2 separate regions of the Cricetulus griseus genome follow, and region 1 is linked to region 2. Evidence: chromatin contacts called from public Micro-C data. All regions are on one chromosome and are shown on one strand. The core of a region is the stretch at or near the end of the contact, and the rest is flanking DNA. Distances in the headings are between cores, read along the strand shown.

Region 1 (4,917 bases), core at 654-3,153, 45 kb after region 2:
ACCTTTCTCTAAACAGGACATGATTAGGGTTCCACATGCCACATTATCCCCACAGGCTGCTTTGTCTCCTCAAGCTCCCTTGAGTTTGGGTGATTCTCATCTTTTTGGTCATCTGATTGTCAGCCACTTGAAACAGTTCCTACAAATGCCTGATTCCATCTTTAAGTTTTCCCTAGTTCTTCTCCATGAACATTCAGGTTTTCAACTGGTGGCATAGGCTTCTTACGGATGGGATTCTACACTCATGAGTTAGAATAGTTGACAGGACCCCTGTGACATTGTAACCCGCCTGGCAGAAATGAAAATATCCTAAAGAGACACCAACTATCAGATTGTTGACACAGTGAAACCCTCCCCCAACGGGAATTTCGCCCAGAAATCTCATACTGGGAGAAGGAAAGACGCCAGCCAGAAGGGAAGCTTAACTCTGGAGAGAGATTTCACACAGTTTTAACAATTTGTCAGGCCACCTTACAGCATGAGCCAAAGCCCAGACAAAGACCAGCAGTAGGTGGGACCAGAAAGACCAGGGATGCTTAGATGTGCATGTCTTTGGCTCTCTGTCTGAACTCTGATCTCACTCCAGGACCCTGAAGACGAAGATGGGTTTGGAGGATCTCTTTGTCCCTCTTCCGAGGGTGGCCACGTTGAGTAAATTTCCTTTTTCTGCTTTCCACTTTTAATTTGGCTTTTAAAATTGGCTTATTGAGGGCAGATAGCCAGACCTGGTCACAGGCAGTGACCTCCAAGGTCAATAGCAATGCGCTGTCAGAGCTGGTTCTCCTGAAGAAAGCTGTGCCACTATTAAGTGTGATGCCCTTGGTGTTCAGCATATGACAAGGGCTTTATGCCCCTCTTTCCTCCCACAAGAGGATCAGGCTGGGGGTGTTGGGGGAGAAATTGAGACAGGAACCAACCACTAGCACTAAAGTTTTTGGTTTTCATTGCAAGAGCACAATTCTTTTAAGGTCTTATTTCCCTCTTCCCTTGGCTCTGAGAGTGTACTGTGCTCCAGATGGTGACCAACACAGGAAATAAACTTTCCTGGCCTTCCTGCTCATCAATCCGCAGGCTCCTTCCACAACCCTTTCCACTGGATCTGATACCATCATTTCTTGATTTGTCCTTGAGCAGCCTTCCTGTGACAGGATGGCTGCACATAGAGGACATGCCTGAGGGTGGGTCCAGGACAAATGCTCTGAAGAACACACTTCCCTCATCCCATCTCCATTCCCATTAATGCCTGCCTGTCATCTTCTTGGTGCAGAGTTTCTCATCACAACAAAGAGAAAGACAACAAACCCAAGGACCAGTCAAAGAAGAAACAGACATATGGTTGGGACAAAATTCAGAGAAGCAGTTCCACACAGGTGCAGCCTGCCTCGCTTCATTCATCCTATTGCTTCTGAACCCATCTGCCTGGCTTGAGACTCCCAGGATATCAGTGCAAGCTCACACCTGCAGGCAGTGGAGCCCAGTGGGCAGGAAAGCTCTGCTCTCATCCAACACCCTTATTTTCTATTTCCCCTGTGCCTGTGGACTTGGTTTAACAGATGGGGAAAGGTTTGATTTGCCAGAAATACTGTTCCTTGCAAGGCTAATCCTTGTTGGGGGACAGTCCCAGTAGACACTCTACTGGGTAGTTTACAGGGATTTCTGTGTAATCCTGACTTCTGATGCACACCAGACAAAGGCCAGAGATGTACCTTAAGGTCTAACTCACAGTGAGGTTTCCTGGGCTCATTTCTTCTCTTGAACACCTTCCCTGTGAACAAAAACTCAGTCCTTCAAGCTGCTGACTTTGCTTCCTGATGCCTAGGGGACAGCCATGCAAGGAGGATGTCCGATTCTTCCCAGCCTCCTTGCATGCGGATGTTGGGATTCTTCACTGTTTGATGATGCAATCTCTGCCTCTGTTGCAAGCAGAGAGCTGAATTTGTGTCTTCAGATAGGCTCTGCACTGGGACCGCGCCTTGCTCCTCTAGGTATATAGCGCCCTCTGTTGGCCACCTGGACTAACTGCCCTGACCTGCGACTAGAAATCATGGTGTGTATCTGAACTCCTTCCACCCACCCAATTGCCCATTACTAAGTGCCGTGCTCTGTCTGGAAGTTCAAGATACAAAAATACACACCATAAATGGATTTTTTTTACAAATGTATTTCACTGCTGAAGTTTTGTTTTTTATTTTTTGGTTTTGATTTTTGGTTTTTCGAGACAGGGTTTCTTTGTATAGCCTTGGCTGTTCTGAAACTTGCTCTGTAGACCAGGCTGGTGTTGAACTCAGATCCTCCAGCCTCTGCTTCATGAGTGCTGGGGCTAAAGGCATGAGCCACCCCACCAACCAGCTCACTGTTGAGTGTTTTAAGATTTATTTTATTTTTGGTTATGAGTACTGATGGTGTCTGTGTGTGGTTATGTACCTGTGACTACAGGTCCCCTGGAGCTGGAGTTTCAGATAGTTGTGAGCCACCTAATGTGGCTACTGGGAACCAAATTCCTGGTCTCTAAGAGCAGTAATTGCTCTTTACTGCTGAGCCATCTCTCCAGCCCAAGGGAAAATTTTGCTTTCTCAGCGTTTCAAACTCAACACCTTTTCTTTTTTTTCCTTTAAAAAAATTATTTTACTTACCAACCAGTTTCCTCTCCCTCCTTTCCTCCAGTTCCCTCCCCCACCTCCTTCCTACCCCACCCACAGGACCGAATCCACTCCTCAGAAAGGGGCAGGCCTCCCATGGGAGTCAACAAAGCTTGGCACATCAAGTTGAGGCAGGACAAAGCCCCTCCTGCTTGCCTCAAGATTAAGTGGGGCATCCCACTATAGGGAATGGGCTCCAAAAAAACCTGTTCATGCACCAGGGACAGATCTTGGTCCTACTGCTAGGGGCCCCACAAACAGAACAAGCTAAACAACTGCCACCCACAGGCAGAGGGCCTAGGGCAGTGCCACACAGGCTCCCTAGCTGTCTAGAGTTTGTGAGATCCCAAGAGCTCCAGTCTCTGTGGGATTCCCCGCATTGATCTTGATTCTCCCCCCCACACACACACACACACTTGCTCATATAATTCCTCCTCATTCTCTTCAACATGACTCCCGGAGCTCGGCCCAGTGCTTGGCTGTCAACACCTTTTCTTTAAAAGGTGATCCTCATGCTGGCATCTGGTTTAGACTGAGGCTCATTTTAAGTAATTCCGGAAGACTGAGGTTGAGGGGTCCTTCTTTGCCTCTACTCTAGAGTGGCAGACTCTATTGCTTTGCTACTCAGTGGGGTTAGCTTCTCGGGGCGCGGAGGAGTGGCAGATAAAAACCCCTAGCATGCCCCTCTTCACTGGTCCCAAGTCTCTTCACTTCCCCTCCCTAGATGGGAACCCACTAGCAGTGGACAAACAACACCCAGAGCCACCTTCCTTCCAGCTGTTGCTGGGCCCTTGAGCTTTTCCTGTACTTGTTGCGCCCACCTCCAGACCAGTTCAAAGCTGACCCACACATTCCAGCAACGACCAGGGAAGCGTTGCTTTTTCTCACCCCAACCCAGTTCGTAAAAATTGGATTGTGTTCCGGCGGCCCTCCAGAGGCCAACTGGTGTCATTACATCCCTTCCACAAACCATTAGATAGGGACGAGGTACCTGGGAAGAGATAGCTCACTGGGAGGAAGATGAAGAGCAAACTTTTTGGGTTTTCCTTTAGGGGGATTTCTGTGTCTTGTTTCTAAACTTCTTTTTAGCAGAACAGTTTCATTGAACCACAATTTACTCACTCCCAGCGCACAGTGTAGTTATTAGCATAGTCACACTGCCATACTCAGTGTAAGGAAGGCCATTTCCCTCTTCTCTAAGGAAAGCCCATCCCTCAAAAAGAACAAACGTCACCCCATTCATGGTCACTCCCTACATGCCCCATTCCCAGGCTTTTGTAACCATCAATACACCTTCTCTCACTAGGGCTTTGTCTGTTCTGGAATTTGGTATAGTCGGTGGCCTCTTGGGTCTGGCTTCTTTTACAAAAACAAGCTTTTGTCCCTGTTTTATTTACACTTTAATTAGAATTACCATATAATTTATCACCCAAAGTGCAGCACTTCCAGAAAGATGCTATTTGCAATTGCAGTGCCAAGACAGTCATCAGGATCGGGGCTACCTGTGTCCAGCCAGGGAGGCCATCCCACTTTCAGAGGGACAAGTTGAGTCATCCACACCTCTCCCCAACTCCCCAACTCCCCAACCCCTCAACTCCTGGATGCCCCCACTCCTAAATCAGAATTACCAAACCTTGCTTGATACCCCCCCCCCCAACAGCTCTGGGGAGCTGCAGTTAATTTCCTTTCAGTCACTAATCCTGTTTATAGCTGGAGCATGCTTATGATTAATGGGAAGAAATAAGACTAATTTCCCCCAAAGAAATGAGAACTGATGGTTTTAGTTTTTCATGAATTTGACTGCGTGGGGGTGGGGGGGCAGACTGGGAAAGGAAGCAGAGGCAGAAGCAATGCCAATATGACAAATGAGGAAGGCCATCAGGAGGAGACTCTGGGAGCCTTAATTGGGTGGGTTATGCATGGCACCCCTGAAAATGGCAACATAATTATTTATTGTTATGTTACTAAACACACCTGGCTCACTGTCATGTCTCCCCACAATGTTCTCTGCCACACTCCTTTTAGGTGAGGAGATTGCCACTGTCTATAAGCAAATGCTAATTTTACTATTCTTTAATTGTAAGCATGCACTGAGCCAACTTAGAGATTGAAGAGTCACCTACTTGGTGACAGTCTGTCCATCTGCTGCTGACAAGGAAGCTAGAGTCTGATTCAGCAGATACTCTTGACCACCATTTTTCCTTGCTGCAAGAAGGTTCAATCAAGCAGCAAAATTTATCAACAGACTTGGCACAGTAGGGTCACATATGTCATGTAC
Region 2 (4,858 bases), core at 592-3,091:
ATGCACACACACACACACACACACACACACACACACAAGAATAATAAATGAAAGCTGTTTTAAATTTTTAAATACTATCTGAGCTGGGGGTGTAGCTTGGTTGGTGAAGTGCCTGCCTGGTATGCAGGAGACCCTGGGTTGGATCTGGGGGTGAATGCCTGCAATCCCAGCATTTGGGAGGTAGAGGGAGGCAAGAGGATCAGAAGCTCAAGGTCATCTTTTGCTAAGTAGCAAGTTTAAGACCAGTCTGGCCTATATGAAGGGGGTGCGTGGCAGTGGGGTACAGGGTGAGGTGGGGGTGGAGAGATGACCATGTATCTTAGAAGAGAAATCCCTAATGGAATTAGGATTGTTTTCAGACCTTTAATAAATAGATAAATCTAAAACCAGCCACTGAGGTGTCTCTGTTTTCTATTTAACTCTTGTTCTGTTTGTTTATTTAAGCCCCCCTTATATGCCCTCTAAATTTCAGCCTTAGATAAAACATGATCTCAAAATGCTAAACTTTTCAAAGCTGTTTCAATCCACATGTTGGCTTTCCCCTAAATTTCTATTTGGGTCACATGACTTAAGCCCTTCGGTTTTGTTGACAAAAGGGCGTGCTCACATAAAAATAATAATTTCCATTGAGACCAACTAAAAATAACAGGGGGATGACTGTATCGTGGTTTCCTATTATCTTAACCACATATGAATGGCAAGAAATGTTAAAAAAAAAAATCCCAAGTAAATTACAAACTGACTCCATCACAGCTAGGATATGCAAATAGAAATAATGTTCGGGGTTCTAGTGCAACTTTACTCACCTTTAGGGAAAATATACCTATGTTTGAAATCCCAGCCCTGTCCTCCAGCACGTGAAAGTATAACCGTGGGTGCTGGGAAATGCAGTTTTTTTGTTTTGTTTTGTTTTGTTTTCCTGACGGCACATGTCAGGCTATCTCAACACGCCAGGAAGTGGACTGGAGAGAGCGATACTGGCACCAGGCTGCTCTGCGGACAAGCGTGGATGGTGACCTACCCGTGCCCAGGAAGTCTTCCACTACGCAGAGAGGAACACGCTGAGCACAGGTTGTCTATGGAGCCGGAAGAACTTCCTCCCACTCCACACCATCTGGAAGAACAGTCTGTGCAGGCCGAATCAGGTCACAAGGAAAACCCACCCGAAGAGTCCCTCCAAAGTCATCTCTGGGGACTACGGAAGCGACCCCGAGAGCGGGAATCCCAAGTCTCCGTTCACAGGGGACCGGCCTGGGGACCTGATGGAGTCCACCCTGCTCGCGGCTCGGCTGACGACACTGCCCGGGACCGCGTGGCGGGGCGGGGTGCCGCGCACCGCGCCATGTAAGGGAAGATCTCCCAGGCAGTGGCGGCTCCGGATGCCACCGGAGGCAGTCAGCGTAGACGAGTCCCCGCGCCCACGTGGAGCCCTTCACGGCCACGCGTGGCAAGAGTACCCGGGTCACCCGTGCTCACACCCCCTCGCTGTTGCATCATGCACCATGCCGTGCCTGCAAAGGACCAAGATGGACTCGGAAGAGGTGACCGGAACACGGGTGTGCGTCCCACGCACGTATCCCCGGAGATGGAGAGGTAAAGAAGAACCCTCGCCTCGCTTGAGCGGCCACGCCAGACCCTGGGTTCCCACACACAGAGAGGTGACCCAGGCTTTTAGAGCTTTCTGGACATTCACCCGAGTCGCGTACTCACCGAGAAGGCAACGGGATGCTGAGCTGGGTGGGGACCGCTGGTAAAGAACCGCTCACACCTGCTGGAGGAGGGGATGGCGCGCGCGGGAGGGATCCGAGCCGGTTTCATCAGCCGCGCGCCGCCCTCCGCGGGCCCCGCGGCCACGGCCAGTGTTGCGCGTCACCTTCTCGGCCACCAATGACAGCGCCGCGCGGCCGCGCCCCTGTGGGCGGGGACACCCGAAACCGGGCTTTCCCTGTCGCTTGTCCTTGGTCCCCAGAAGCTTCAAGCCTGCTTGGGCCAGAGTTGGTGGGTAACAGAGGCTGAGCTGTGCCAACCCCCACATGGAGAGCCATTGACAACTAACCTTACCAGGTTTCATGCTCCAAACTGGATGAGAGACACACTTTAAAGAAATTTTAGGACTTGGTTGTAAATCTTTTGTCGTTGGACTTCTTTACAATAATGCCCTAGTTAACGCCTCAGCCTCGCCCTTGTCAGGAAAGGCCCCAAAACCCCTCCCTTTGATATGGTACTTCCTCGCTAGGGCCAGTGGTGGCAGCTCACCCTGGAGGGACTCACCCCAGGCTTAGTACCCAAATCTCTTCTTCGCCTCCCAGACTCCTTCAGATCTCTGCTCCAAAATCAAGAACTACAGTCTATGGGGCTGAAGAGATGGTTCAGTGGTCAAGAGCGCGGACTGCTTTTCCAGTTCAATTCCCAGGACCCATATGGTGGCTCACAACTGTCTGTAACTCAAGCATATGATGCACGGACATATGCAGACAAAACACAAATACACAAAAAAAAGCTTTTAAAAATTAGATGCATATACATAAAGGCCCAATAATCATGGGACATGGGGTGAGGGGAACAGACCATATAAATACCGCCATGGCCTCGCAGTCTTCGTAGGAAAAAAAAGAGAAAAGGATGATATGTGTGTTCTTAAGCGTCCTTTATCAATAATGGGGGTCATTGTCAGCCACAGATATGATATTCCTGTGGAATTAACCAATGATTTATTAATTTATACTTCCCAGCAGACAGTTTTAATGAACACATAGAGGGAGGTCGATGACATAGGAACACTTTGAGCAGTGTTTGGAATTATAATAAGGCACCAAACACACGTTGTTTTAAAACAGCGAATGGAAAAATCACGCAGTGATGAAATGATATGACCGGTATGCCGATCTTGTAAGGAGGTCTCCTGAACTTTTGGAAGCCTTTATCAGCGGATCTCACTGTAAAGGGTATCCCAGTCTTCACAGAGGGAGAGCCTCTAATCTATCAGAGCCTGCCAGCTTTGCCTTCAGCATCCAATGAGAACTTGACCACTTCATTTATTGTGTGTCCTCTATGAATTATTTCATTGCCATTTATATAAAAAAATATGTTTTCTGAAAAATTACAGGCTGTCCTTGTTTGGGACTAAGTTAGTATACTAGGCTCCCACAGAGCAAGCTGAAAATCAAAATGGTAATGTCCCTCCCACACCACCAGGCTGGGTGATGGTGGTGCTCACCTTTAGTCCCAACACTTGGGAGGCAGAGGCAGGGGAATCACTATGAGTTCAAGGTCAGCCTGGTCTACAAGCGCTAGTTCCAGGATAGGCTCCAACCATACACAGGGAAACCCTGTCTAGAAAAATAAAAGGACAAAACAAACAAAAAAATTCCACACCACCAAGCTGAAACTAAACTGACTTTCCAAGAAATTAGGCTAGCCAGTTTAAACTATCAGAATAATGAGTTCCCTCTGCCTAGACCCTTAAACAAAAGAGAATCCTGAAGCAATGTTAATCAGTTGGTTTTCTGGTGTGCCTTCCCCCACCTCTAGTATACAGGGAGAGTGACTTTAAAGTGTTTTCTTCAGCTCCTTTCTGTATATAACATAACTTCGCCAAGTGACCATGGAGGTTACAAGATGGCATCAGTTCCCCTGGAGCTGGCGTTATAGGTGATTGTAAGCCTCCTTGTGGGTGCTGGGAGGCAAACCCGGGATGAGCAGCCAATGCCGCTCTTAGCCAATGAGTCGTCTCTCCAGCTCCTGATTTTTTTTTTTTAAACTGACTTTTGGCTTGAAAACCAAGATATTCCACATTTTAAAAAAACCAACCTGTATTTCACCCTCCTAGGAGGTTTTTGCACAGTGCTCAAGTTCAATGATCCCATTAAGCAGCTGGCCTTCCGACCAACAAGAGGAAGCCCTCAGTGACCATGCTCATGAAAGTGTGTAGTGGTTTGAATGAAAATGGTTCCTATAGGCTCTTAGGGAGTTGCACTATTAGGAGGAGTGGCCTTGTTGAAGGAAGTGTGTCACGGAGGGTGGGCTTTGGGGTTTCAGAAGCTCAAGCCAAGCCCAGGGTCACTCTCTCTTCTTGGTGCCTGCTGATCCCAACGCAGAACTCTTGGCTCCTTTTCCAGCACCATGTCTGCCTGCATACTGCCATGCTTCCTGCTATGAGGACAGCAGACTAAACCTCTGAACTATAAACCAGCCCCAATTAAATGTTTTCCTTACATGAGTTGCTGTGGTCATGGTGTCTCTCACAGCAATAGGACAGTTGCTAAGGCAAAGTGACAAGGATCAGTTTGAATCAGGGAAATTCAGTTGTGGTCCAGGTCACACAGAGGATGCTATTAATCCTGCCTCAATACTGTAACAAATGGTAAAAGTCCAAAGGAGCCATGAGTGAGAGGTCTCCATCACAGCTGGTTGAGCCAAGATTCCAGAAACCCTGAAGGGGAAAGGTCACTGGAATTTAGCCCTTGGTGAATACCTTGTCAGGTCAGGGTGTTAAAAGTCACATCCTCGTCTAGCATCATTAGACAGCATGAGACACTAAAATACCTAGACTCGGCAAGACAGGTGCAGGCTGGAACTCTGACCCACTCCCTAACAGATCCTGGCCTGGGAAGAATGTCCTTGTTTACTATCATCCTTGGTTTCTGCACTTTCCAGTAGAAATATTGTTAATTGCATCCAGATACAAATTGCATGGTGAATATGGAAAACCTATATAAAGGTATACATAGACTTACACACACATAGTCAACACATATTTGTGTCTATAAAGGTACAAATATGACTGGAGAGATGACTTAGCAGTTAAGAGCACTGGCTGCTCTTCTAGAGGACCTGGATTCAGTTTCCAGCACCCACA

The links. A called contact is a pair of places that touch in the nucleus more often than the background predicts.
Region 1: a contact with region 2 is called in a Micro-C map of the CHO-K1 cell line, with 3 times the contacts expected there. The contact joins the enhancer-like site here to the promoter of Slc7a1 in region 2. A contact is called at or near these places in 2 of 8 Hi-C or Micro-C datasets (the CHK-Q cell line and the CHO-K1 cell line).

Annotation. Positions count from the first base shown.
Region 1 is chr4:84,294,763-84,299,679 of CriGri-PICRH-1.0, forward strand. No RefSeq gene overlaps it. Among named protein-coding and RNA genes, the nearest start is that of Slc7a1, 46 kb to the left of the region's middle. Within about 2 kb of position 1,904, at least 2 of the 6 cell types and tissues checked have open chromatin away from gene starts, as enhancers often do. A contact at or near this core is called in the CHO-K1 cell line, where this site is marked.
Region 2 is chr4:84,249,601-84,254,458 of CriGri-PICRH-1.0, forward strand. Slc7a1 (high affinity cationic amino acid transporter 1) reads right to left here and starts at 1,842. Exons shown (of 13, transcript XM_027413708.2): 1 at 1,711-1,842.